Linked DNA regions of Mus musculus: regions 1, 2, 3 and 5 are each linked to region 4. Evidence: chromatin contacts called from public HiChIP or PLAC-seq and promoter capture Hi-C data. All regions are on one chromosome and are shown on one strand. Each heading gives the region's core, a stretch centred on a gene start, on an enhancer-like site or on the middle of the called end of the contact. The rest is flanking DNA. Distances are from core to core; before and after follow the strand shown.

Region 1 (4,480 bases), core at 587-3,086, 400 kb before region 4:
TTCTACATACTCACCTCTGACCCACCAGCCCCCCACCCCAGCCCAGGTCTGACGAAAGGTACCTCTCTCCACTGCAACAACTGGGGTGTGGCAGGCTCTGGTTTATTCGCCTTGTTCTCCCTTCCCCAACCCCCCTTTTCTCATCCCCCTAGCAACCAAACTAGATCCATCAAAGAGCAGGACCTGGCAGCCGAGCTGGGAGAGACTAATAGCCTGGAAGGAAGGCGGGGCCTGGAGAGGAACGGAAGCCTAGGGATGCAAGCCAGCACTGGGCGTTGGCTCTGACCCATCTCGGAGGACACACGGAAGGTGGGGGAGTTCTCTGCTCTGCAGTCTGCAGGGAGCCATCCTCCTTATCCCAGTCAGGCATCCAGCCTAGAACCCCAAGCCTTCTTCTCTTACACCCGTCTCTTTCTCAGGACCCAACTGAGGTAGACTCATCCTGTTTGAGAGTCCCAGGGTCCCCAGTGGTAGCAGACACATGGCTCTCAGCAAACCCAAAGGGCTTCAGCATCCTTTCTCCTGCAGAGAATCCAGACGGCCTCTGTCCACTCCTGGGACTGCCTGTGCTGCATTCTGGAAGTAGTGTGTCACACAAAGGTCAGACACCAGCCTTTCTGCTAACTGGGGTGTGGGGGCGCTGTTAAGGGGTGTAGCTGTGTATTCCTGTCATGTCTGTGCACACATGCATATTTGTAGCCTCTACAAAGCTGGCTCAGTGAGTATTGGGCAAGTTATCTGTGGACCTGTCGGAGGACTTCTCTCTCTAACAGGCTGTAGTGGCTGGGTATCTCTCCCATCTCATCTCCCTTTATCTGCACCATGTCTGGGTACCTGCATCTCCTCTGCACTGGAGACTGGTGCCTACTAGTCTATATGTCTTTCAGCCCTGGCAGCTGCTATCCCCCACCCCCCTCCCCTTCCTACTTCAGGAATTCCTCTGGTTCCCGTAAGGCCCGTGACTGCCCAGCAGATGGTGTGGAGGGGGCACCAATCCAGTAAAGGCTGAAAGTGTACCACAGGCCCACTCAGCCCCAACAAGAGTGGGCACCTCACAGGCCCTTTCATGGCACAGACCCTTGGAACCCCGACATCCTCAGCACCCTGTGAGGTGCCCACTCTTGTTGGGGTGGGTGTTACGTCCGAGTTTGGGGGCTGTGTCTTTAAGATGGAAACATCACCATGCAACTTCTGCTGGTCCAAGGGCGGGGGTGGGGGTGGGAGAGCTGGTCAGTCCATTAGCTGCAGAGCTGGCGCCAATCACCAGCCCTTTACCGTGCCCTGGGGAGTAGGCAGAGATAAGCTCTTCCCCAGCTCCCTCTGCCTCAGCCCTCGGTTGTGGCCAATGATGGGGGGCAGTTGACAACAGGTGAAAGGAGAACCCCAGTTTCAGGAGACAGGAGGAGGCACGAATTCCCTGGCTTAGGCCAGGTTAGCTCTCCCTCCACCTACCCCACTTCTCATTGCTCAAAACTTGCCCTTTTCCTCAGGTCCTCATATTCCCTAATTTTTACCCCCTCTTCTGAGAGGGCACCCCAGGTCAAGCCATGTCCTCCCATTCTAGGCTCCAGCGTTGGATGCATGCTCTAAGGTAGACCTTAGCCCACCTCCATCACATCCCGGATCTCAGCCAGCAACAAGGGGGAATCAAGCAGGCAGGGTGCCAGCAACCAGGAGAGGGAAGGGGTGGTGTCCTCTCTCTGCAGGGTGGGGCATCCCCCTCCCCACACAGCCCAAGGCTGAAGTCAGGCCAGTGGGAGGAGCTGTCGTGGCCCCCCACCCCCCCTCCCCGGAGACCGCAGGGCTATAAAGCCGCCCCGCATCGGTCTGCAGCTCCTTGCCACCCGGCCTAGTTCTGCCAAGCGCTGAATGCCATCTTCCGCCAGCATGAGCCATCATCACTCGTCGGGCCTGCGGTCCAGCATCAGCTCCACCTCGTACCGCCGGACCTTTGGGCCGCCGCCCTCACTGTCCCCCGGGGCTTTCTCCTACTCGTCCAGCTCTCGCTTCTCCAGCAGCCGCCTGCTGGGCTCGGGGTCCCCGAGCTCCTCGGCGCGGCTGGGCAGCTTCCGTGCCCCTCGAGCGGGGGCACTGCGCTTGCCCTCGGAGCGCCTCGATTTCTCCATGGCCGAGGCCCTCAACCAAGAGTTCCTGGCCACTCGGAGCAACGAGAAGCAAGAGTTACAGGAGCTCAACGACCGCTTCGCCAACTTCATCGAGAAGGTGCGCTTCTTGGAGCAGCAGAACGCAGCCCTGCGCGGGGAGCTGAGCCAGGCGCGGGGCCAGGAGCCGGCGCGCGCCGACCAGCTTTGCCAGCAGGAGCTGCGCGAGCTGCGGCGCGAACTGGAGCTGCTGGGCCGGGAGCGCGACCGGGTGCAGGTGGAGCGGGACGGGCTGGCGGAGGACCTAGCGGCGCTCAAGCAGAGGTCAGAGGGCAGGACCGGGCCTGCCAGACGCTCCCTTCGCTCCCCCTGCCTTCCCCTCCAGATCCAACAGCCCTAGGGCGTGGCCGGGCTGGCCAACCCCAGGGCGAGCCTGCAGCATCCAAGCCAGCCCCCTCCCTGCACTTTGCTCCGAGAGCCTAGCGGAAGTGACCAGACATTAAGGGGACTCCCTTCTCTGTTCCTAGTCCGTTAGACGGGCAGACTGAATCCCTCCTTTTAGATCCAGGACAGCTGCATAAGCAGATGGGGGCGGGGTGCTGGATGTGGCACGAGGTCTGGGAGGTCACCCCGCAGTTCAGCATCTTCCCACTCTGCCTGTCAGGTTAGAAGAAGAAACCCGCAAGCGGGAGGATGCGGAGCACAACCTGGTGCTCTTCCGTAAGGTGAGTGAGGGGTCACGTCGAGTCCCAACACCCCAGCTGCACCCCCAGCTGCGTCTCCAGGGTGGCATCGGTGGGTTAAGGGAGGCCACTCCGTGCTTCCGAGACAGACAGGGAAGACCTGGCCCTTCCCTGGCCTGAGGAGCCCTCCTATTGATCCCCTATTCCCGTTCGCGAAGGACGTGGACGACGCCACTCTGTCCCGCCTAGAACTGGAGCGCAAGATTGAGTCTCTGATGGATGAAATTGAGTTCCTCAAGAAGCTACACGAAGAGGTGGGTGGTCGGGGTGTCTGGGAAGGCTTGGGAGAGACCTCGCTGAAGCTGCGCAGACAACAGGGATGCGTTGTGATGACAACCCCACCCTTTACAGGTGTTTTTGACTCCCACCCATGCGCCACCTGTTGGCGATAGGGGTAACTACACCCTGAACCTGACAACTGGCTTAAGGGCAACTTGGGCTCAGGTCTCAGAATTCAGAGGGGGTGCACTCCCTAGCACCCCCTTCTGTTCAAGAAAAAGGGGAGCTTTTTAATTAATTAATTAATTAATTAATTAATTAATTAATTAATGTTCTATTCACAACCCCCGCCTTTCCTGTCCCGTAGGAACTTCGAGACCTGCAGGTGAGCGTAGAGAGCCAGCAGGTGCAGCAGGTGGAGGTAGAGGCAACAGTGAAGCCAGAGCTGACGGCGGCGCTGAGGGACATCCGTGCACAGTACGAGAACATCGCGGCAAAGAATCTGCAGGAGGCAGAGGAGTGGTATAAGTCGAAAGTGCGAGAGCATTGGGGGAACCCTGGGGGACCAAGGGTGGGGAGGCACTGGGAATGGCGGTGCGCATCCCAGCCGGGCTTGTCTGCTACCGCGCAGTATGCTGACCTGTCGGACGCCGCCAACCGCAACCATGAGGCCCTACGCCAGGCCAAGCAAGAGATGAACGAGTCTCGACGTCAGATCCAGAGTCTGATGTGCGAGGTGGATGGGCTGCGAGGCACGGTGAGCACTGTGAGGCTGTCTGGGGGCGGGGGGGGGGGGCGGCAGTGGATGGATGCTGAAAACCCTTCCGACTGCCCGCATCTTCTTCCCCTTCCCCAGAATGAGGCGCTGCTCAGACAGCTGCGGGAGCTGGAAGAGCAGTTCGCCCTGGAGGCTGGAGGGTACCAAGCAGGCGCAGCACGGCTGGAGGAAGAGCTTCGACAGCTGAAGGAAGAGATGGCGAGGCACCTGCGAGAGTACCAGGAGCTCCTTAACGTCAAGATGGCCCTGGACATCGAGATAGCCACCTACAGGAAGCTACTGGAAGGGGAGGAGAGCCGGTGAGTGGCGAGGCTACTGGGACAGGTCAGGGATGGTAGGGACTGGGACCTGGCGAAGGGAATGACCAGGCTGTGTGCTTTGTCCTCAGGATCTCAGTGCCGGTTCATTCCTTTGCCTCTCTAAGTTTAAAGACGACTGGTGAGTCCTCCTTGCCTGGCTTCCAGCCTGCATCTCCTTTACCTCCTGCCCCGATTGTTCTGATTGTTTTGAATATGCTCTTCCGAGATTGCTTCCTTCCCATATACTGAGGCTCCTGTCCTTCAGAAGGTTGGCGTGGGAGCCTGAAAGGATAGACTTCCAACCCTTGCCGTGTCCTCTCTCTCCTGCCTTCTCCAGTG
Region 2 (4,313 bases), core at 586-3,085, 460 kb before region 4:
GAAACCCTGTCTCGAAAAACTATTAATTATTTATTCACGTGTCAGGACCCGCAGAACTGGAGTTACAGGCAGTTGTGAGCCGCCACGTGGGTGGTGGGTGTCAAACCCAGGTCCTCTAGAAGAGCGTCTAGCGCTCTTAACCGCTGACCCAGCTCCTCAGCCCCAGGCATGATTCTTGATTACAGGAAAGGTTTGAAGAAGAAGGCTTTTCAAAATGCTGCATTGTGGAGTAAAAACAGAGGCGTCATTTCAGTCCTTGTGAGGAAGCTCCCAGTTTGGGGCTGATCAGAGCAAAGCCAAATGCCATCTGGTTGGAAAGGAACCGTGAAATCTTAGAGGTGGGAGCTGATGATCTGTGGTTGCTTTCCAGAATGGAGCTGGCAAGAGCCAGGCCTGGTGGGACAGGCTTCTGATCACAGCTACTAGGGAGGCTGAGGCAGTATCGTGGGGGCATCCACCAGAGAAGACCGGTGAGACAGGGATGTAAGCCAATAGAAAGTCTTTATTAGCTGGCAGAGACTATACTGGGTGTTCAAATCCCACCGTAGCACTAAGCCTTTCTCAGGTAAGCTTTTAAGCACAAAAACCATGTCCTGGATCGACATCCTTCGGTAAACAAGAACAATTAGCCAGGAGCAGAACTACAGAAGCCAAAAAGCAAGCTTAGTACATTTAGAGACTTTCCCAGAGCTATGGACGTTGATGGATTAGGTCTTTGTTTTAGTTTTGGCAGGTGGTGCTGTCTAAGTGCTGAGTTCTACAGCCTGAATGGTACGGAGTCAGTTGTGCTAAGACCCGCAGCCCTGTTACAGTAGGAGTAGGAAGTTCTCAAGCTCAAGGCATACCTGTCTACAGAGACCGTAGTTAGTACGGCATGTGTAAATCCCTAATGAAAAGGTACAGGGTCCAAAATGCTGCTCAGCTCAGAGAAGGCAACTTGTAAGGACTCTGGTGGGGGGCCGTGGTGTGGCTCAGTGGGTAGAGTGTTCGCCTAACATGCAGGAAGTCCTGAGTTTGAGCCCCAGCACCACCTAAGCCAAGTATGATGGTGACATAGTTGCAATCCTAGCACTCAGGAGGTGTAAGAGTTCAAGGCCATCCTTAGCTACATAGTGAATTCTAGGTCAGCCTTGTCTAGAGAGTGTGACCCTGTCTCAAATAGAAAAATAAGAGAAATGGAAAAGAGCCCAAACTTACTTTCTGAGGGTTTGATAAAACACATTCTTTGTATCACAGCAAACCAATAAACAATCCTCATTGTGATGTTAATGCTAATTGTCAGCTTGATAGACAACAAAGATGGGCACCCTTGGTGGTATGCCTCTGGAAGATTCTCTCGGTTGCCTTGAGGCCGGATCCATTGTGTGTGCAGCGGGGCCCATTCATTCCCTGGTGGATCCTGGACTGTGTAACTGGAGAGGGGGATTGGGCAGCAGCTTGTATCCATTGCTTTTCCTGGCTGTGGAGGCAAAGGGACCTCTGTTTTAAGCTGCTGATGTCTGGACTTCCCTGATAAGATGGACGGTTGTGCGGGGTCTCTGCACACACAAGCTGGCAGAGTGTCTGTCTCCGTGAGCCAAGAAGAAAGTCTGGTTGGTCCAAACTTCAAAGACTCTGGACACCGGGAAGTTTATTTTAGGCACATTTAAGTACAGTACAAACTGGAAAAAAGTTTCCCGGTGTAACACAATCCTGTGTGTACAATAAAAGCTGTGTGAACAATGACATCAAAACTCTTTCCAAAGTACATGTCACCTCTTCCCTGAAGACGGGTTCTATAGATAGACTACAGTGTCATCTGAAGGGCCTGGGAAAGATCCAGTGTGTTCTCAGCCATATAGGACAGAGGTCACCCTGGCTACTAACCACACCCATTCCCAGCCTCCTGGGTGGAGAAGAGGTAGGTTATAATCTCATCTCTTCCCCGAGTGTTTACCTTCCCTGGCCTCTCAAGTGGGGGTGGAGGTGGGGGTGGGGGTCGAATCTCAGATAATGTGCATATGAGACATTTATCATTCCGAGCAGCAAAGTTGCCGATATGAAGTAGCAATGAAATAGCTTTATGGTTGGGGGTCATCACAACATGAGGGACTGTGTTAAAGGGCTGCAGCCTCAGGAAGGCTGACAGTATCTGTTCCAGTACTTTTCAGTGAACACAAGGACCTCGTGCCCTCTACAGAACCGCGAACCACAGGAAACAATAAACCCTTTCTCCTCTGCTAAGTTGCCTTTGTTTGCTGTTTTATCCCAGCCACAGGAAAAGGAACTGAGACACGAATTTTCTAAATAAAATAAAATAAAATTCTCAGATGCTGGAGAGATGGCTCAGCGGTTAAGAGCACTGACTGCTCTTCCAGAGGTCCTGAGTTCAAATCCCAGCAACCACATGGTGGCTCACAATCATCTCTAATGGGATCCGATGCCCTCCTCTGGTGTGTCTGTAGACAGCTACAGTGTACTTATATACATAAAATAAATAAATAAATCTTTTAAAAAATCCTCACAAGGAAACCTAGGCAATAGTGATGCATGCCTTTAGTACCAACACCCAGAGGCAGAGGCGGGCAGATCCCCAAGTTCGAGGCCAGGCTGGTCTACAGAGATCCAAGTCTGCCAGGGCTACCTAGTGAGACTCAATTTTGAAAAGGAAACAAAAACAAACAACTTGTCTAGGGAGCTTGGAGAGACGGCTAGTTCTCGTAGAACCTATTGCCCTTAGCAAGGAGGACTTAAGTTCTGTTCCAAGTGCACAAATGACAGCTTGTAACTATCTGTTTCTATCCGTAACTATCAGTAACTATCCGGTTTCAAGGGATCTGACACACTCTCTCTTGGTCTCTTTTGACACCAAGTGCATGTGGTACAAACTTACACGAAAAAACAAAAACAAAAACAAAAACAAAAACACAACACCCCACTCATACACATTTTTCAAAAGAGCCTTCTGAAAAACCAAACAAGCAAACAAAACTGCTAACAGGAAAGCTGGGAATTATGGGAATCATTAGTTCAGCAGACAGAATGCTTGCCAAGCAGGCAACAGGTCCAGGGGGTCGATCCTTAACACGACATAAATCAGATGTGGGAGCATATGCCTGCAATTCTAGCACTTACGGAGGCAGGAGGATTTGTAGTTCAAGGTCAGCCTCCTCTATCTATCATCTATCTATCTATCTATCTATCTATCTATCTATCTATCTATCTATCTATCATCTATCTATTTATCATTTGAGGTCAACTAGGATATAGGAGACTGTATAAAAAGCAATAATAACCCTTCGGGCTGGAGAGATGGCTCAGCGGTTAAGAGCACTGACCGCTCTTCCAGAGGTCCTGAGTTCAATACCCAGCAACCACATGGTGGCTCACAACCATCTGTAATGGGATCCGATGCCCTCTTCTGGTGTGTCTGTAGACAGCTACAGTGTACTCATATAAATAACAATAAATAAATCTTAAAAAAAAAAAAAAAAAAAAAACCCTCGCCCAGCATGGTGGTGCACATCTTTAATCCCAGCACTTGGGAGGCAGACGAATTTCTGAGTTTGGGGCCAGCCTGGTCTACAGAGTGAGTTTGTCTTGAAAAACAAAAAACAAACAAACAAACAAACAAACCCAACCTCAAACCCACCAAGGTTATACTTTTAGAATACAAAATATTTGATTATATTGGGCTGAGAGACGGCTCAGCAGTTACGACAGGTGTCTCAGAATGTCAGAGCCAAAGACACCTCTAAGAAGACACTTCCTGGTGCCCTCAGGTTGCTCTGTGGAGACCGGGGCCTGAGAGGAGCCCCCAGGGCCTGGAGTTACCAAGGCCACGTAGAAGAGCAGAAGCGTGCCTCCAATCTCTGAAATGAGAGACGGAGTATGGCGAGTTCTGGAAAATGTCCACTAGAAGGTAACATCAGCTAACTGTCCACGCAGGGTTATTTTTATTTGAATGCATAACCAGGACTCGGGGTTTTCTCCCAAAAGATTCCAGTAGGGGGCAGCAAACATTAGCATGGATCTCAAGCTTACAATTCTTTTACTGTGTGAGAATACTTTAAAACCGTTTATTAAAAAGACTTATCTATGTGTTTGAGTGTATGTACACCATATGTGTTGCCTGGTTGCCACAGTTGTCTGATGAGGGGTTGCATCCCCTGGAACTGGAGTTGGGATGGTTGTGAGCCACCGTGTGGGAGCTGGGATTTGTACTCTATATCCTCTGCAAGAGCAGCTGGTGCTCTTAGCCTCTGAGCCATCTCTCCTGCTCCCAAATAAATCTTACAGGAAAGAGCTTCCACACAACTTGACCTATGTTTTAT
Region 3 (4,296 bases), core at 1,760-4,259, 270 kb after region 4:
CCACCCCTTTCCCCATCCTCTTGAACCCCACACAACCTGTGCAATGGACAGAGAGAGCTTGGAGTGTCTGGGTGCCGAGTATCTTCAGCCAGTCCACCCTCTTTCCACTAGCTGCTCAGCCCCTTTTGCATGGTCTCCCCTTTCTTGGCTCATGGCTTTGGATATAGGGAATAGCCAAGCGGGGATGATAAGAAACAACTGGCTTAGTATACCAGTATATAGAACATAAACTACATCTTTGCTACTTTATCATACTGGACCCATTTTACAACCGGTGACACTGAGGTCCAGAGAATTGAATGGTTTACTTGTTAAAAACCAAACAATATTTAAAGCCTGCATGCGACTGAGTCAAGCAAGTGCAGAATGCTAAAGATCAGAGTGGATGGCAACCTGACCCCAAATCCCAGGGCCAGGAATTCAGATTCCTGGCAGGTAGCAACAGAGAGCTGGCTTCTGGCTGAACTCCCACTGCGGGAGGCTAGGGAAGTGGTGAGCTAGCACTGAGTCTGGACCTGGGTGGGCATGCATGTTGAGGGTGGACTGTGTGTAGGGAGTGAAGCTGAGGCTCTTTTTCTCTAGGTTCCCCTTGTTCACTGCGGTGTACAAAGTGTGCTATGAGGGCCAGCCAGTGGGCGAATTCATCCGCTGTCTGCAGAACCACCCGGAACACATGTGAATGGGGCCAGGGCCCAGGACAGGCAGCCCCTTTGCCCCAACGGAGACAAGCGGAAGGAAGCACGTGACACCCGTCATCAGGACTGTCTCCAGGACTCCCCATCTAGCAGAGTCCTCTCTGAAGGACCCTGAGGACAGGAGGCTGCGGGGCTCAGCTACACACCTAGAGATGCTCGCCACAGAATCCACACTTCCTTGCTGTCCTCTGGGAAGTGTAGAACTAAGCCCCAGTGGTGCCTGCTCCAGGGGTGGGGTTGGGGGAAGGGAAGGCGCCAAGTCAAGGGCTGCCGGTTGCTGCCTCACACACACTGGGAACCGGTCCCAAGTCCCATTAAGTGACTGAAGAAGCACTTCAGCCACAGGAAAGATGGGGCAAAGGCTGCCAAGGGAAGGGTCTGGATGCCTGAGCTGACACAGACCCCAGAGACCCTTTGGCCGACCTCTGCCAGGCCCCACACAACATCAACGATCTCACTGTTTGCTAACAAAATACAAAGCTCTCAAACAACCCCACTCTAACTTCTCCTAGCAACACTTGCTTCCTCAGAAGCCTCTACTTCCCCCTCCCCCAGGCTACTCTGGCACAAGAGTTGCTCTCCACAGGCATCTCTGGCCCTGGGGCGCTCCATTCTTCCCAGAGACTTCCTGGTTCCTGGAGCTTTGTCAGGGCCTCCCCACCCTGTGTGACCTTTCCCAGCTTTCCCTTGCCTGCACCCAGCTGCCAGCACCCTCTTTGGGGAGCAGGAATCTAATCTGCTGACAGAGCTACACTCTTTTCACAGCAGGCTCAGATGGCTCAGGCTCCCCTGACCTTCCTATTTGTCCACCTCCCCAGTCAGGAGCTCCGGCCCCGGCCAGCCCCTCCTACTGCTGACCTTTCTTCTCAGGGTCCTCCCCACAAGGCCGCTTCTCTCTGCAGTCACCACCAACTTCACGTCTAACAGAATGTAGGATTTATAGTTTATCGTCCTCAGGGCTGTCAGCCCATATTCTTGACTCTGCCCTTTCCTTTTGCCCAAGTCGTTCTCACCCAGCCTGGAAGGCCACCCGGCATCTGTAGGCTTAGAACTAAGGAGCAGCTCAAAGGTTCAGTAGGTTTCCACAAGGGTTGGTGGGTCCTAGTCCAAGGCCAGCTGTCCTCGGAACAGAACAAGGTCCTCGCGAGATCGGACCCACACACCTCAGGAGCTGGGGAACTCGAGGGAAGGACAATTGAAAACTGCCTGCCCTGGGGTGAGGGAGATCAGAGGGGGATGGGAGACTGCTTTGCACTGGCCCTGTTCCAAAGTTGGGTGGCAGCAAGAGAATGTCACAGATCAGCAGCCTGGAGCGCTAGCTATAAATAGCTGGAGGTTTCTCTCTCCACCAGGGGTCTCCATTTCCTGTGTGGCAGCAACTGGGACACCGTGGCTCTGGCCAGCTTGATATTAAACTAACACATTAAGGTGCCAGGTCCCTCTCTGCTCCTAGCCTTTAAGAATTCCGTCTTAGTGAAGGTCAGAGCTGTCGGGTAAGGGGAAGAGGGGGGGCCCTGTCATCGATCCCGACTGGGCTGGAACCCTCCCACGCATGACTCAATTCAGAGCTGTTCCCCGGGAGACTGGGGCGGGATGCAGACAGATTCCAACACCTTAACCTATGTTTGCTCAGTCAGTCAACTGTGAATCTGAGGTCTTCTGTCAGGCCACTTGTCTACCCAATAAAGTGTGGTTTTTCCAGAAACTGGAAGAGTTGGGGGAGTTTATGTGGCAGTGTGTGGGGTCATGTATCACTGCATGCATGTTTTACTCAATGTAAGACAAGAAGTGGAAAAAATCATCCTTGTTTAATAGCAGCCACACTCGGGCATCAATCGGCATTGGCGTCCACTCTGCTCACAGCCCCCACCTCCACCCCCCCACCCCACCCCCGTCCCCTTTTGTGCTTCGTATCCCCTCTTCCACCCAAGCTGTCAGCCAGTCTTCCCAGCGCTTCTTACAGGGTCTGTCACGTTGCCTGCCTACGAGGAGGTCGCGCACAAGGCAGAAATATTAGCGAGTCACCCTCCCATCCCCCGACTCACCCCCTACACCCATTCTGTGGCCTCACTAGTGCTGGTCCAGCTAAGGTCGGTTCCTCCGGATCACCCTGTAAAGGGCCGCTCCAGGCGGTAGGGGGCGCTAGGCCCATCGCTGGAGAATTCCGAGGATCTACCTAGCTACAGTTTACGTCACTGAACTTAGACTGCGGATTGGCTAATTCTGAGCTAAAATTTTTCCCGTTTTCCAAGGAGCGCTCTTGATGGACCAGAACCACACCCCCCAGAATTCAATGGGCCTTTCCGAGAGGAAGGCTAGACTGAGCGTGCGTAAGAGAGAGGTAGAAGCCGGAAGTTCAAGGCTGGCTCTCGCTTTAGTGGGCGAGTTTTCGCAGGGGGTGTCGGGTCCGGAGCGGGGCTGAGCACCAGTGGCTGAGGAGCTGCGCGTTGGTGACTGCCTCTTCCTGCCCTGCGGCGGCCGCGCGACTCTGCGAGTGGCAGACTGAGCAGGCATCGCTCTGACGCGGCCGAGTTGCAGCCTCCAGGTAGGCCGCGGGCCGGACGGCCAAGCGCACTCGCCCTCCCCCCACGCTCTCCTGCTCGGCGCACCGCGCCCCCTGCTCCCCGTGTCGCCGCTTTTCACGCTGTTCCCCTGCTCCCCGTTCCGAGTCCCTGCTGTCCCCTGTGCCCCGCACCGCGCTCCCCTCCGCTCCCCTGTGTCCCGCACCGCGCGTCCTCGGCCTGTGCCCTTGAGAGCGCGCGGCTCCTAGTCCCTGCGCTGTGCTAGCCCCTGCTGGCTCCCCGGCTGTCATAGTCCGACCGCCTTCCTGGTGTGACTGCGGCCTGGCTGTCCTCCCTTCTGAAACTGCTCGCCTCAACCCCAAAGCTCCTCACGGTCCCTCAAAGCCACTTATTTCTCTGAGGTCCTCACCACCTTCTCTGATCCTACAGAATATGGGGTTCATAGCTTACCTTTCTGGGCTCCGTTAGTCAGAAGTTGTTTTCTGCGGACACCAAGTCTCTCCAAAGAGGGCTAAATGACAGAAGCTGGGGTGGTTTTAGGGCTTTGATCCTTATTTGTTTTGTAAAGGATGCCCATCAGATGAAAACCTTCTGCCAGTCTCAAGAGTTTCTTTTATTTCCAAAGTTAATCCTTGTATCTGGGCTTCTAACTTCAGGGTTTTATTGTTTGTTTTTGAGGTTATCTCGGATTTGCTTCTTTTTGTTTCACACCCCCCCCCCGTTTTTTTGTTTTTTGTTTTTGACAGGGTCTCATGTCCACATCCTGAGTGCTGGGATTTCCAGCATATACCACATGCTCTGTTTAATGCAGTTCTGGGGACTGAACCTCTGGCTTTGTGCCTGCTACACTGAGTTACATCCCACTTTAAATCATACTCAAATCTTCTCTATCAGTGAACAAGGTGAAATTAGCTTTTCACCAGGGCGAAGTGACTCTGGCACTCTACAGGCAGGATCCCCCAGACACACACATCCTCAAGTCTATCTTCAGGTCCTCTCTCGGGAGAATTTCACTACCACAATAAGTAGCCTGATTAAAATATGGTTCTGAGGCTGGAGAGATGGCTCAGCAGTTAAGA
Region 4 (4,214 bases), core at 371-2,870:
GGCTGCAAGACCAGGGCCCAGGGCTCTTGACTCTGGCCATCCTGACAGCAACTCAGTGCACATACACGAATATTCTCTGCCATGTGGTGGAGTGCATCCCTTCTCTGAAGCCCGACTCTTCCAAAGGCTAGAGCTGGAGAATACTGTACAGCCAAAGACACCTTAGGTAGACCACAGGTGCTGGAAACAAAACCAAACAATCTATGTGGGAATACAAGGAACTCTGCTCACACACTAGGGATGGGTTTTAAAAATCTGAGAGCCAGGTTTTCAGGCCAGATTGGGAGGGGGGGGGGTCCTGTAAGATTGAAGAGGGTCTACAACAAAGCAATTGTACAATGCTCACTTCCCCTCAGAGGCCTGAGCACACAATAGTGAGAGACTCCTTCCCCATGGTTCCTCAAACCAGTCCTGATTGCCGGCCTCTGTCTCCAACCACTTCCTCTGGCTGACAATTGTGTTTAAGCAGGAGGGCCCACTGGAGAACGGGAGAGTTGGCGGAGAGGGAAATCAAAGATTGCCTCCAAACCTAAGGAAGCCTTCAAGCCTAAAACCTCCAGCTCCTGAGGAAGGCGGTCTTTAAAAAGCAGCTGTTGGGCAGGCTGGGTGGGTTCATGTGAGCCCTCTGGAAAACCAGGCTTAGGAGATGAAGGCCTTCTGTGCCCTTGGGACAGCGCCAAGGCTAGAGAGACAAGAGGGGCCTTCCGCCCAGGATATAAAAAGAGGGAGTTGGGGTCCCAACTGCCGCTCTCCTGGGCCTGCTAAACCAAGGGAATGTCAGGCACAAATAAATTCTCTGCATTCTTTTCAGCACCCCAGCCCAAACCCAGAAACCTTTTCAGTCGGGGCTGCCCTGTCCCTTACTCCAGCCCAACCCATCTCCTTCGCTCAGCCTCTATTCAGCATGCAGGTTGTCGGGTTCCCTTCTTCCCACAGCCCCTCAGAGCCTCAGCAGGGTGGTTCCCAAGACCCGGTCACTCCGCCTTTCCCCGCCTCCCCCACGCCCTACAGCCCCGGGCCACAGGGACTGGAAGGAGTGCGAAGGGGTGCCCCGGGCTGCAGTCTGCGCCTGCGCTTTGGGGAGAGCCCCCTCCCTCCGCAACCCAGCACCGCTAAACGCTACCGGGACCGTGGGATACGGGGAGGGTGGGATGCGCAGTGGGGGCAAGGTCAGTGCTTTCAAAGAGGGAGGGACACCCGCCACCGGAACATCCCCCCACTCCCGAAAGTTTCCCTTCCGGGGCCACCGAGTGTGCGCGAGGATGGCGCAGGGGGCGGGAGGGGGTGGGGTGGGGGGGTGGACAAAGTCACAACAGGACCCCTCCTGGGAGAGTGCAGCGCGAGGGACCGGCAGGCGTCGAGGTGTGGGCCGGAAGCCTCGCTCGCTGCCCCTTCCAGCCAAAGCTGCCACGAGAGCCTTTCACTCCACACTCCGCGGCCCCCACCCGGGGCGTGCGGCCCCCCACCTCTCAGCCCGTTAAATGCCAAACAGGCCTGAACTTACCGAAATCAGGTGCTGAGCTCGACTGGCTTGGTCCACAGGGTCCATGGCCGCATCTCGGGGGCGGGAGGGCGAGGGGGGTGCAGGAAAAGGGGGGTACCGGAGCCACCTCTTGATGTCAAGGCTTTAAAGGGGCCAATGAGCCCCGCCCCTCGCCCAGACCCCGCCTCCCTCCTCCCGCTCAGCCAATCCACGCTCAGCCTGGGTGCCTGCCCCTCCCAGCTCTATCCAGATGTTCCCAGGACGAGAGCTAAGTCTGCCCGGCCGGCGCGCGCCGCTTCCGCCCGAGTGGGCAGGGCCTCCCCTCCCCTCCCCCCTGCGGAGAAACACTCTTCCTCAGGCCGGAGCTGACCTGCAAAGCCTTCGCGGTGCTCCCGGTGCTCCTGGTGCTGGGGATCGGGATGCCAGGCCCGGCCGAGTGGGACTGGAGCCGGGGCATTTAGAACAGAGAAAACTAAGTAGGTTTGCGCGGGCCCACGGGCATGCGCGTCTGCTTCCGTGGGTCTGGGCGTGCACGTGTATGTGGTTGAGAGCGTGTTTGTAATTTGCTGCATACGTGTTAGGTGCAAATCTACAGGAAGAGGCTTGAGTGTCTCCTTGGCCTGAAATGCACCCGCCTCTCTTTTCCATCTCTAGGTCGGGGACCTCCCAGAAATCTGGAAACTGGAAGCGAGGAACAGGCACATGTGTAGAAAGCAGTGCTGGTTTAAGAAGCAAGGCAGACCCAGGCGTGGTTGCTCATGAGAAATCCTCGCACTTGTGAGGCAGAGGCAGGTAGATCTGTAGTGCAGAAAAAAGAGACTGTGGTTGGTTTTTAGCTACTTTCTGTCAGGGAAGAAGAAAGTACAGTCCAGTCACTTCACTAACCGGGAGGAAACAAGCTAACTCTTGCAGGCCTTTGCAACTTAAGAGCTCAGTACGGTTGTCCTTGGTCTGTTTGTTGTTACTGATTGGTTGAGACAGGATCTCTAACTCTGGCTAGCCAGGAACTCATGATATAGGCCTGGCTGACCTTGAACTTGTCATGATCCTATAGCTTCTGTCTCCATTTTGGTCCTTAAACACTTCCTTGCCCTTCGGTGGATACCTTATAATCCTCAGCTATATGCACTGTATTAACTGGCCTGGATGCGCACACAGGGGAATTCAGAGGTATCTTTGGACACTTTGTATATTTTATTAATATTGCTTCTCTCTTAGGTGTACAAATGAGACTTAAAGCAAAATTAGTCCAGTAAAAGAACGGGTGCCCTACAAGAATGTAGGGTGGTCAGGTTGGCTGGGATGCATTTAAGGGGTCCTCTCTGAAGAAGGCATTTTAGAGTGGGAGTCTAAAGATGGAGAACTTGAGTAGGACCCAGGCAGGAATAAAGACAAGTGATTGGCAAGAAGCTAATTACCAGAGTGGGATAGCAAGCAAATCCTCTTTTGTAGGGGGGGGGGGGCAATGCAAGAGGTTTTATCTGGAAAACAGAATGAGCATTTATATAAGGGAGTCATTTTGGATTAAACAACAACAACAGAAGAAGAAGAAGAAGAAGAAGAACAACAACAACAACAACAACAACAACAACAACAACAACAACCACCACCACCACCACCACCTCCGGTCTCGCTGTGCAATTCAGGCAGACTTCCAACGCTCTGCCCCCCAGTGTCAGGACACAGGTGTCATGTACTGGGTGTCAGGACCGCAGGTGTGCCACCAGGCCTAGAGCATGCATGCACACACCAAGCATGCACTCTGGTGCCGAGCCAAATCCACAGCCTTCCACTCCCTCTTCATCTTGTTTCTTGATGTTCTTTGAGGGTGCCTTTGGACACTACAGGACTGATTAATCCTTGGCCAGTCATCCCGTATTTACGGAATAGGGATTAATGTGCTGACCCCGGGGGGATAACAATAATTAGACACAATCTCCCCTCAAAGGGTTTTGAAGCCCAACACAAATGATGTATCTGCGGTTCTTGCGTCTTGGGATGGAAATCTTAAGTCCGTCAGGTATTTCTAACTATTTTAAATGTTTTGCAGGTGACTGAATTTTTGGAAGCAAATGACATCTAGATTGGTTGGGTTTTTGTTTTGTTTTGTTTTGTTTGTTTGTTTGGTTGGTTGGTTGATCGAGACTGAGTGTACTGGAATTCTCTCTAGACCATGCTGGCCTCGAACTCAGAGATCTACCTGCCTTTGCCTCTCTCCTGAGTGCTGGGATTGAAGGTGCGCGCCATTGCCCGGCTTAGAGTGTTTGTTTTATGTTTTGTTTTGTCTCTTTCATGTGCTCACCCTTATTTAGTAGGCACAGACAGAGCATTTGTCCATGGCCTTGCCCTCCTGGCTGGCCCTGGAGCACTTGCTATTTTGATAGGCTTCAGGCTTCAGCTGTGAAGCTGTAGCAGCGCTCCACGGTTATTTTCTTGGGTGAGGCTTGCTACGTTTTGACTCGGTTTTACTAATCAATTTATTAAAAGTCTGAAGCCCCAAGATTGATTATTCTCCATTCTTAGTCTGCATCACTAATGACATCCTTCCCTTGTTTGTAATAAGATGAGCTAAGACTTCTTGGGGGCTGGGGCTGTAGACTGCTGTTTACACACCCGTGTGATGGTGTGGCATAACTGCGTATATAGTGATGATGACCCTAGAAAGCCACGCCCTCACTACTCACAGTGGCATTTGAATTCAGATCTCCCGGAACTGAATAATGGGTGATTG
Region 5 (3,992 bases), core at 1,138-3,637, 370 kb before region 4:
TACGGGGTAATAATAATGGAACCTATCTCACGAGGTGGTTAAGATTAAATGAGTAAATTACTTGTGGAGTTCAGAGCCATGTTCTGTATATAGAAAATGTTATATAGTATTGCTATTCTTGTGCCCCCCCCAAAAAAAGAAAAGCTTTCAGGATACTTCTAGGATTCTATGTTGTCTTGGAATTTCTAAATTAGCTTTCCTGAGGTGCAAACGTGTCTACACCTATGCTATACCTGTGTTGTACCAGTAGGAAAGTGAACTGTTTCCCTCTGGCCTCCTGGGCTTCCCTGGGGAGTGTCACCTGGTCCCCTACCATGTGAGGGACTGCCTTTGGTCTCTGATCTCTGGTCTGCAGCAGTCACACCACCAGCCCCTTCCCCCAGTTTCCATCCCATCGGGACTGGTTATTAAATCATTAATTATTCATCATTATTCTAATCATTATTTACCATTCCCAGGCCCGCAGTGTTGGCTCCATGGAATACAGAATGGGAGCTTGCACCGCACCACCCCCTCTAAAACCGCCACACTCCACCCTGATTCCTGGCACAGACTGAGTCTACCTACTTGATGCCACGAGAAGGAAGACACCAAGCTCTGCTCACACTCTGGCATTCCACGGTCACAGAGACACTTGGATCCTGTGGACACTCACTCCCTTGCAAACACTATCAACCCCATAAAGACTTGCATAGCCTGGCAACTCCCTTTCCTCACCCTCCGGTGGGAAGGCTTGCTAGGAACAGACCCCGAAACTGAAGCAGAAGGTGGGCTGGGCGGTGTCCTCTTGGGGTCCGAGAGCTTTTCAGCAATCTAGCAGGGCTCAAGGCTTAAGGCTTAAGGGATCCTGAGCAGTAGGCCTGATGCACCAGGGCCCCACCCCTCCCATGGAACATTCAAAGGTCACTGTTCAGTCCAAACCTTCTTCATCCTGCAGAGTACAGGCAGCTCTCTCCACTCAGCCCTATGGCATCTTGCTTGTTCAAATATGTGGGTCTTTGGGGGTGCTATCCCCTCAAATCTTAGGTGGCAATGCTTTTTGACTCCCCACTGGGGCAACACCTAGAGGAATCTGAGAGGTTCCCAGGGTGGGCTTAGGCCCCAAAGACCAGGCCTCCCTTCTTCCTGTCCATTGTCTCCTAGCTTTTCCAAATCCAATCTGGTTTACCCCACCACTTATATAGCCCCTGGAGCCAGAGACCCTTGTCCACATCTGCCTACACAATCAGTATTAACTGGGAGGAAAGCTTGGTCTAGGTTTGGCTCCAGGTCCTGGGGATAAACAAATAAGATCTAGTAGAGAGGCCAGTTAGTGTTTTCTCCCCTCCACCCCCTTTCACTTCTCTTTGAAAATTCAAGCTGAATGACTTCCCCTGGGGGGAGACTGCCACTACCCAAAACAAGAGATCCCATTCCATTCCCTGAAACCAGGTTCTCTAATAGCTTGTTCCATGCCAGGGCCAGGAAACCCACTGACTGGGAAGACCACCCCAATAGAGAGGGCAGCTCAAGGAAGAAAGAAAGAAGAAGCTATGGGCTGGGGAAGGTGCCACGGACATTTGATTTGGCAGGCTACAGTCGGAGGTTGGAGCGTGGAGGTTGGGGCCTTTGAGTCCTGAGTTCTAGCTCTGACCTCAGCCTACTGTCCTGTCAGGTGATTTTCTTTTCCAGACGCCCCCCCCCCCAATTCCTCCTCTTTGACTAAATTGAGTGACATTAGAAGTTTGGTAACCTTGCCAGTCTTGGATACCCTGATAGTGTTTCAGGGGAGAAGCTGGATTGTGAGCTGAGCGCGGGGAGTTTTAGGAAGTCATTAGCAGGATCTGGGGCTAAGTAGAGGGGCAACCTCACCTGTCCGTTCTTCATCAGATCGGCCCACATGCTGGTACCGTCACCGCCTCGCATGAGCACATGGTAAGCGAAGAAATAGACTCCTGGCATGGGGCAGGTGAACTTGCCGCTGGCTGCCTCGTAAGCGTTGCCCACGTTGGTCACCACGTCGTCAAAGCGCAACACTTCATAACCCTCGTGAGGCCGCCTTAGACCCGCGTAGAAGGCAATTCGGGGTACATAGCCGGCAGGGGGCGCTGCCCCTCCAGGGCCTGGGCCAGGAGGACCTGGGGGTCCTGGCCTGCCTGGCTCTCCAGGGGGCCCTCTGGGACCTGGGGGTCCTGGTGGCCCCCGCAGGCCTGCCTTCCCTCGCCGCCCCACCTCTCCCTTGGCACCTGGAGGTAAGGAAGGCACCGAGGCGGGCGCGCCGTCGGGGCCTTGGCCTCGGGATGCGTGGGGGTCACACACCATGCGACAGCGACCTAGCATCTCATAGTGTGTTGGTCCGCGAGAGCTGTGCACCAGTAGCGGGATGGCTACCAGCAGCAGCAGCACCATGGCCACCCCGACGGCTGCGCCCGCCACCCGCTTGCGGCGGCTCAGCCGTGACGCGGCCAGGGCCAGCAAATCCTCCTCACTTTTGGGCGCAATGGTGGCGGGGGCCCGGGGCTCTCCGCGGGCTCGGGCCCCGGTCTGGATCTCCCGACGGCTGTGCCGGACCACCTTGCCGCGGCGAATTCCTTCTGTGACAGCAGTGCTGTTCCCCAAACCGCCTGTCAGGGTGGCGATCTCCCCGTGAGCTGGGCCAAGGACAGCCCTTGAGGGTTCAGAACCTACAGTCTGATATTACCCTCGGGTGCAGTTCTAATGATTCAGGGCGCCTGAAACCTGCAGCTTCTTGGACGGCTGGTTTCTCACAGGTCTAAGATGCCACCTCTCCAGACAGTTGCTTTCTTGCGGACAGCTGTGCCTGGTCCCGGGCTCCCCTCGCTGATTTCTCCCGGCTAGACCGGGGACCTCTCCCCGCTCTCCCGACGTCCCAGGCTCTGAGCTGGCGCGGGAGGTGAGGTGGGGGGCTCTCTCTGGACGCGACCTCGTCAGAGATTTTGCACTCTAGCTCGTGGAAAGCACTACCTGCCTCCTACGGCCGCGGTGGCCGCAGCCCTCATCAGAGCCCTAGCCAGGCGTCCCTCTCCAGCAAGCGCTCTCCCTCTCTGCGTCCCTAACCTTCCTCCCTGGCAGCAGTGCGGGTGGTGTGAGTCGCTGCGCGGCAGGAGCCACTATAAGCGGCCGCAGGCGGAGCGACCCCTGGCGCCCAGAGCGGGAAGCACGGGGGCGGGGCAGGCCGCGCCATCTCCCCCCACCTCTCCGCCGAGCCCCGGGCCTCCAGGTTCCCTGCCTGCTCCCAGGGCTCTGCAGCGATTCTCAGCCCTCACCGTATGTATCCTCACTTTCACCCTGTAGCTGGAGTTTGGTATTCTCAGCGCTTAAAGGAAGATAAACACAGTGATGGGGTAAACAGGGGTCAGGCTACAATATACGTATAAAACCTCAGAGGGGGAATGCAGAGCTAAACAAGGGGCAAGGGGGACTCATATATAACAAACAGAAAACAGAAATAAATAGCAATTCGCCATCACACGTCCCTCGGTGCCCCCAACCAAATACAGAACATGGCAAAGGGCTCAATCGGTACTTGTTGACCAGTCTGGGAAAAGGCAAATCTGTCATTCCCACCCTGGCCTCTATGAATTTGGGGGGGGGGGTGTCTCATAGCACATAGCAGCAGAAGCAGCAGAGAGAAATGAAAGGAGAGAGAGAGAGAGAGAGAGAGAGAGAAACTAGGGAATGAGCAGGAAACGGACAGCCGAGAAATCAGAGACAGAAACAGAGACAGAGAGACAAAGCTTCGAAAAGAGACTGACAGACGGCCCCAGAGCGGGAGAGGGAGAGACAGAGACAGAGAGAGAGAGAAGGGAGCCCAGACAGGTTGACAGATCGAGAGAGAAATGTAAATGGCGCGCTGCAGAGAGACACCCAGGTCCGTGTTCGGACTCCAATGTGACATATCAACTGTGAAGAAGACGCGGGGGCGGGGCAGCTCTGCAAGCGGAGCGGTAGGCTATGGGTCTGTGTTTTGTGACAGTGCTGGATACTGGGTG

Evidence for each region. HiChIP or PLAC-seq counts read pairs in DNA pulled down with a chosen protein or histone mark. Capture Hi-C pulls out chosen DNA fragments and counts their contacts.
Region 1: a FOXA1 HiChIP or PLAC-seq map of pancreatic cancer cells shows a contact between it and region 4. The contact joins the promoter of Prph here to the promoter of Nckap5l in region 4. A contact is called at or near these places in 3 of 39 promoter capture datasets (hippocampal neurons, liver and pre-B cells), 1 of 15 datasets of contacts at CTCF or cohesin (embryonic stem cells) and 3 of 115 datasets of contacts at active chromatin or transcription factors (embryonic stem cells, pancreatic cancer cells and stem cell-derived neural progenitor cells).
Region 2: an HNF4G HiChIP or PLAC-seq map of pancreatic cancer cells shows a contact between it and region 4. The contact joins the enhancer-like site here to the promoter of Nckap5l in region 4. A contact is called at or near these places in 3 of 39 promoter capture datasets (hippocampal neurons, liver and pre-B cells) and 2 of 115 datasets of contacts at active chromatin or transcription factors (embryonic stem cells and pancreatic cancer cells).
Region 3: a promoter capture Hi-C map of adipose tissue shows a contact between it and region 4. The contact joins the promoter of Cox14 here to the promoter of Nckap5l in region 4. A contact is called at or near these places in 5 of 115 datasets of contacts at active chromatin or transcription factors (bone marrow-derived macrophages, embryonic fibroblasts, embryonic stem cells and 2 more) and 2 of 9 other capture datasets (adipose tissue and pancreatic islet).
Region 5: a promoter capture Hi-C map of liver shows a contact between it and region 4. The contact joins the promoter of C1ql4 here to the promoter of Nckap5l in region 4. A contact is called at or near these places in 2 of 39 promoter capture datasets (hippocampal neurons and pre-B cells), 1 of 115 datasets of contacts at active chromatin or transcription factors (stem cell-derived neural progenitor cells) and 1 of 9 other capture datasets (liver).

The regions. Positions count from the first base shown.
Region 1 is chr15:99,053,338-99,057,817 of GRCm38.p6, forward strand. Prph (peripherin) reads left to right here and starts at 1,837. Exons shown (of 8, transcript NM_013639.2): 1 at 1,837-2,426; 2 at 2,767-2,827; 3 at 3,004-3,099; 4 at 3,432-3,821; 5 at 3,921-4,141; 6 at 4,231-4,280; 7 at 4,479-4,480. The coding sequence starts at 1,870.
Region 2 is chr15:98,996,721-99,001,033 of GRCm38.p6, forward strand. No RefSeq gene overlaps it. Among named protein-coding and RNA genes, the nearest start is that of 4930578M01Rik, 13 kb to the left of the region's middle. Within about 2 kb of position 1,836, at least 33 of the 459 cell types and tissues checked have an H3K27ac peak or open chromatin away from gene starts, as enhancers often do. A contact at or near this core is called in pancreatic cancer cells, where this site is marked.
Region 3 is chr15:99,722,609-99,726,904 of GRCm38.p6, forward strand. It overlaps Cox14 (cytochrome c oxidase assembly protein 14), which reads left to right and starts at 3,010. Exons shown (of 2, transcript NM_183256.3): 1 at 3,010-3,240. It overlaps Gpd1 (glycerol-3-phosphate dehydrogenase 1 (soluble)), which reads left to right. Exons shown (of 8, transcript NM_010271.3): 8 at 583-2,406. The coding sequence ends at 679. It overlaps Gm16537 (predicted gene 16537), which reads right to left and starts at 1,866. Exons shown (of 3, transcript NR_155353.1): 1 at 1,709-1,866.
Region 4 is chr15:99,456,128-99,460,341 of GRCm38.p6, forward strand. It overlaps Nckap5l (NCK-associated protein 5-like), which reads right to left and starts at 1,621. Exons shown (of 13, transcript NM_001001884.1): 1 at 1,505-1,621.
Region 5 is chr15:99,085,341-99,089,332 of GRCm38.p6, forward strand. It overlaps C1ql4 (complement component 1, q subcomponent-like 4), which reads right to left and starts at 2,388. Exons shown (of 2, transcript NM_001024702.1): 1 at 1,852-2,388. The coding sequence starts at 2,388.